Regions from separate parts of the Mus musculus genome. Here region 2 is linked to region 1. Evidence: chromatin contacts called from public Micro-C data. All regions are on one chromosome and are shown on one strand. The core of a region is the stretch at or near the end of the contact, and the rest is flanking DNA. Distances in the headings are between cores, read along the strand shown.

What was found. A called contact is a pair of places that touch in the nucleus more often than the background predicts.
Region 2: a Micro-C map of embryonic stem cells shows a contact between it and region 1, with 8 times the contacts expected there. The contact joins the promoter of Jag2 here to the promoter of Ppp1r13b in region 1. A contact is called at or near these places in 2 of 39 promoter capture datasets (liver and pre-B cells), 1 of 484 Hi-C or Micro-C datasets (embryonic stem cells) and 2 of 9 other capture datasets (adipose tissue and pancreatic islet).

The regions. Positions count from the first base shown.
Region 1 is chr12:111,906,756-111,909,356 of GRCm38.p6, forward strand. It overlaps Ppp1r13b (protein phosphatase 1, regulatory subunit 13B), which reads right to left and starts at 1,300. Exons shown (of 17, transcript NM_011625.1): 1 at 1,107-1,300. The coding sequence starts at 1,115.
Region 2 is chr12:112,928,197-112,930,797 of GRCm38.p6, forward strand. Jag2 (jagged 2) reads right to left here and starts at 1,299. Exons shown (of 26, transcript NM_010588.2): 1 at 1,223-1,299; 2 at 686-1,036. The coding sequence starts at 1,288.

The DNA of each region.
Region 1 (2,601 bases), core at 50-2,549:
AATCGTTTAAAAACATGCTTAGCATTCAACAAGCCTAACACCAAAGGATTTAAGGATCAAGTAGGTTAAATCTTAAAACTCCACCAACACCAGGGGTTGGAATCAGTTCAAAAGGAGGGAGAAGAGATTATCAAGAAACAGGAAATTATTTGAAGGGGTGGTGGTTTGTAAACTAATGAGCTTGGGTGCAGCATAGCAGAACGACAGTATTCAAGTAAAAATGCAGAGACATATTTCCCCTCTGAAACGTGATCTTTCCACGTAGGCTTCAATTTTTTTTTTCTGTGGATCTGGGATATATAAACTCAGTGATAGAAACACTGGCCTAGTCCTGCAAAGCCCAGGTTTGACCCCCAGCACTTCTAAAACAAGCGAACAAAAAAAAAAAAATAGATTGTGTGTTATTTTATTAGTCTGAGATTTTTTTACTCAATAGACACTCTAAAAACAACACGCCCAACTGGGTACAATCTATGTCACGTTTTTTCCCATTAATTACGACGTATACACTTCACAAAAAGCCTATTTAAAAAAGGAGAGAATTCAGCATCCACTGCTGCTTGTACCGCACGCAGGTAAAGGAAAAGGCAAAGAAGGTGGCAACCCCCAAAACGAAGGTCTTCCTGGCCAAAAGCATCCTTAAGAGCAGGACAAAGGCTCGAGTGACACACAACCGGCTCAACCTTAAGGACATAGGGACATCACGCCAGGTGGAGCAAATGTACCCACGGAGAAGCCTCGGCAAGGGGATTCCTAAGATGGCTCTCTGAATCCACGCACGGCATGCGTTCCTCCCAGTGCAGGGGAAACACATATTCCGAGCGTGCGAACACCGCACCCGGGTGCCCTCGCCGAGGAAATCGAGGCACCGGTCGCTGGCCGGGAGGGGCCGTACACGCCGCAGCCCCGCGCAGCCCGCAGCCCTGCGGAGGCCGCTCGCCCTGTCGGCGACCCCGCCCACGCTCGCTCTCTCGCCCGCCCGCTGACAGCCGCCGCCCCCACCTGCCCCTGCGCTCGCTCGCCCTGCACGCCCGCCCGCCGCTTCCTCCCTGCCGGGCCCGCCTCGCGCGGGGGCCGGGGAACGAGGCGCCGCCGCCCGCACCCACCGGCATCATCGCGGCGCCGTCCGCCGCGCCCGCGCCGCCTGACAGGACGCCGCTCCGGCCGCCTCACAGGCCTCGCACCCGCTGCGGCGCCCTGCGGCCCGGCTGCGGCGAGGCGGCAGCTGCGGAGAGCCGCGCAGCCCTCGCTCGTCCTGTCGCGCCGCCCCGCGTGCCGCGTCGCCGTCCCTCAGCCGCCGCCACCGCCTCTGCCGAAGCCGGCCGCCTTCCGCCACCCACTCGGCTCACCCCGCAGGCTGCGGAGGCCCCGCCCCACGCGTCGCTCCCCCACCCGCCTACGCCACCTATGATTGGTCCGGTGGGGGTAGGCGGGATAAGAGGGCGGGGCTTCTCCGCCGCGGCCAGGTGAGAGCGCGCTCGTGCGCGTCTGCGCTCTCGGCGGCGGGGGAGGGGCGCGCTGCGGACGCCGACCCCGCCCCTCCTCCTGCATACCAGCAAAGGGGGCGTTGGGGCGCCCAGGGACCTCCGAACCTTGTGTCTGCGAGACTTCGGCTCAGGGTCACCTCGGACGAATAGGAAGCAAAGGACAGAGAGGAAAGGGCGGCTGGGTCCGGCCCACAGTCGCGACCGGTGGAGACTCGAACCTCTCAGGTCCGAGAGGCCAGTGGCGAGCTGGCCACAGACCAACTCTGACCGTAACATATACCCTAGGTGTCCAGCGCTATGCGAGGCTACAGGCCGGATCCTATCAGGCGGGCACAGGGTGTCCCCGATGTGTCTGCATCAGCCGATTGCATACCGCTCAGTGTCCCGGGCCCCAGAGACCTGGGACTCTGCCCCCGCTTCCACCGCGGGCTGAGCCATTGAAGCCTTCCTGGACAGGACATACAGGCTCTCAGCCTCAGCCCTTCACACGATCCATCCCAAGACCGAAGGACCCATCCCCACCTGTGTCAGTATCCTTGGAGATCCAGCTGGAACGTCCCAGGGCAGAGTCCAATCTGTACCTTCAGGGTCCAGGTCTGTCCTTAGAATGCTGTCTCCTGTGTCATTTTTCCCTCCAACTAGGGAGCCTGAGTGACAGAGGGTAGAGCAGGCCCCAGAGCAGACCCTCAGCAGAGGCTGCCGGGTGGGCAGGCACCCTTTCTGAGTACTCCACATTGTGCCATTTGCCTGAACTCTGACAGATGAGACACAACGGCTGATGAGCTGCACCGGGCTTAAACTTCCATGAGATTCCAGAAACATGAAGACAGCTGGATGACCCCAAACACAGAAAGGGTAGATCACCTTGGGAAGTACCCAACCCCTGGAGAGGGCAGCAGATGTTGATCAGGGGCAGTTTATAGCCTGTCTGGTTCTCTGAGTGGCGGGAGGCTGCTGCTAAGTCGGGGCAGAGAGAGGGAGGAGGCCAGAGTTACACCAGCCCCCTTATGGGCAGCCACACCTGAGCTTAAGAGGCCATGGGGGTTAGTGATTGAGAGCGTGGACTTTCCAGTTGAACAGACTTGGTTCCACACCACTGCTGACACACCCTCGC
Region 2 (2,601 bases), core at 49-2,548, 1.0 Mb after region 1:
ACTCGGGTTCTTGCCTGACCTGACCACCCCTAAGCAGACAGGGTGCTTCCCAATTCCAGAAACTAAGAAGCACAATAAAACATCCGCAAACAGCAGTGCCACAGAGGGTTACAACTTGGAGCCTTGTTAGTGTCTCTTCCCTTTCGGAGGAGGGGTCTTCCCATCTCTAGCAGCTTCTGCCAACACACACAATCAGGCCATCCCCGCGCAGGTCCCAGGCGCCTGTCCGTGCCCCCGGGCATCCAGGAAACTGCAGGGCAGGAGCAGGCTGGCCGCGGGCCCGGACGGCTCCGCCAGGGCCTGCCCCGGACCAGCCCCAGCACGCGCAGCGCACATGCCTGCACAGCCTACCGGGCCGCAGGCGCCTCGCACCTCCCCACGCACTGACACGCGCAGGGCGACGTAGGCACACTCCGAGGGCCGCCGTGCACGCGGACCTTGGCCTCCCAGCCCCGCCGCGACCCCAAGCCTGTCGGCCCTTGGGAACCCCGCGCGCCCACGTGGCCAGGCGCGAACCTGGCCGCAAGAGCACGCGCCCCAGGCCCGCCCGCGGCGCGGCGCCCCCTGCCGGCCCCGCCCCGTCTGGGCGCGCGCGGCCCGCACCCGCGCGGCCGCAGGTGCTGAAGGGACCGCGGCGGGCGCCGAGCGCGCAGGGAAGCAGAGTGCGGGGGAGGGGCGCACGTACCGGCCAGGCGAACTGAAAGGGAATGACGACGAGGCCCGGGTCCTGGTGGCCGCCGGTCCGAGACCGCGCGCGCGCTCGGTCCCCCGCAGCGCCCGCCGGCGGCAGGTAGAAGGAGTTGCCACCCAGCACGGGCGTGGCGCCGTAGCCGTAGCTGCAGGGCCCCGTGGGCGTCACCTTGGCCTGGTACTCCTTAAGGCACACGCGCACGTACGTGTCGCACTCGTCGCGGCCGCAGCCCCCCGCGCGCGTCGTCCGGCCGTCGCCGTCACAGCAGGCGCCGCTCAGCAGCTCCCCGTTCACGTTCCGCAGCGCGCTCAGCTGCAGCTCGAAATAGCCCATGGGCCGCGTCGCCTAAAAATAAGGCAGCGCAGAGTGCAGGGAGGCGCGGGCCGGGGTCGCCGAGCCTCCGCCCCGCCCCCACCCTTGCGCCGTTCCTAGGGCTCCGGACCGCGGCCGTTTGTGCGCCGCCTGGCCCGGAGGAGCGGCCCGGCCCGGTGCGCCCCGTCCGCGCCCGTCGCCACCGCGCGCCCCGCTCACCTGCACGCACAGAACCAGTAGCAGCAGCAGCCGCCGAGGCAGGCGTCCCCAGCCGCGTGCCCGCATCGCCGCCTCGACCCCGCCCGCGGCCCCGCCGCCGCCGCCGCCGCCCGCGCCCGCTATAGCCGCCGCGCCGGCCTCCAACGCCCGCCCGCCCTCCGAGCCCGGCGGCGCACAGGCGGCGGCGGCCGCACAGGCGGCGCGGGCGGGGTCGAGCAGTGCGCGCGGGCTGCGCGGCGGGCGTGCAGGGGAGGCGGCGGCTCCGGCTTACTGCAGCCGCTCTCCGGCGGCCGGCCCGGCTCCCACCCGGCGGCGGCGGCGACGGCGGCGGCGGGTCCTGGCCTCGGCTCTGCGCGCCCGCGCTCCCGGCACCGCAGCCAACAAGTTCGGGACGAGACTGACAGCTCGCTCGCCCATTCGTCACCCGCGCACCTGCATATGCATGAGGGGGCGGGGCCTCGCGGTGGGGTGGGGCCGTGGGGGGTGTTGGGGGCACCCCGAGCTTTAAAGGAGGCGAGGGTGCGGTCTATGCGCGGGGCGGCGGGGCGCGGGGCCACCGAGCTGTGGCTTCTCCTGCGCCCAGGCTCACTGAGGTGGGGCCTTTTCTGCTCCAGAATTCTCGCCCGGGTTAACAGCCTGGGAGTGAGTGGGGCGCCCCCTGAGGTCACTGCCTTGGTCCCCTCCCATCAGAGCGCAGCCACTCTCGCGCTGCTCTTGGTCCCAAGGGAGATACTGCCTGCTGCACACATCAGGATTTTGCCCCCACGCAGAGCGGGTGGGGCACTGAGACTTGAGTGAGCCCAACTCCTGGTGCGCCCCCTTCCCCCAGGAATTTCCCCCCAACTCCGCAGCCTCCTGTTACTTTCACGCCGGCTACAGGGGGCGCTACTCCCCTCCGGCGCTCAGCCCTCCCTTCCTCCAAGCGCACAGGTTGAGTAGCCAGTCAACAAATGCTCCTTCCTGCAGGCTGTTCCCAATTCCAAACTGAGGTGGTGGCCATCGCTACATTCTCTTATCTTCAAGGAACGTGCCGGCCTGAGGTTCAAATTTAGGGGAAAAGAAACGGGCATAAAGGATAGTGGACCATGTCAAGAGAGCTACCGGAAGAGGACTTTCCAACAGTCTGGGAGTATTAAGTCACAGAGCCTGGGTGTCCCAACCCTCCATTACCATTTCTTGACCCTGTTCCTAGGTGATCATTTCCTCTTCCACACGTCAACACCAAGGGTTCTTTGTCTACAAGCTGCCTCTCTCCCACTCAGCAGGGCCCTTTGCAATTCCAGTGGTTAGCCTCCATGATTGGTGATGTGCTACTCTGCCCTTACAAAAGTCTCCCGAAGGCTCCTCACTCTAGTCTCCCTTTCTAGTCCAAGTCACTG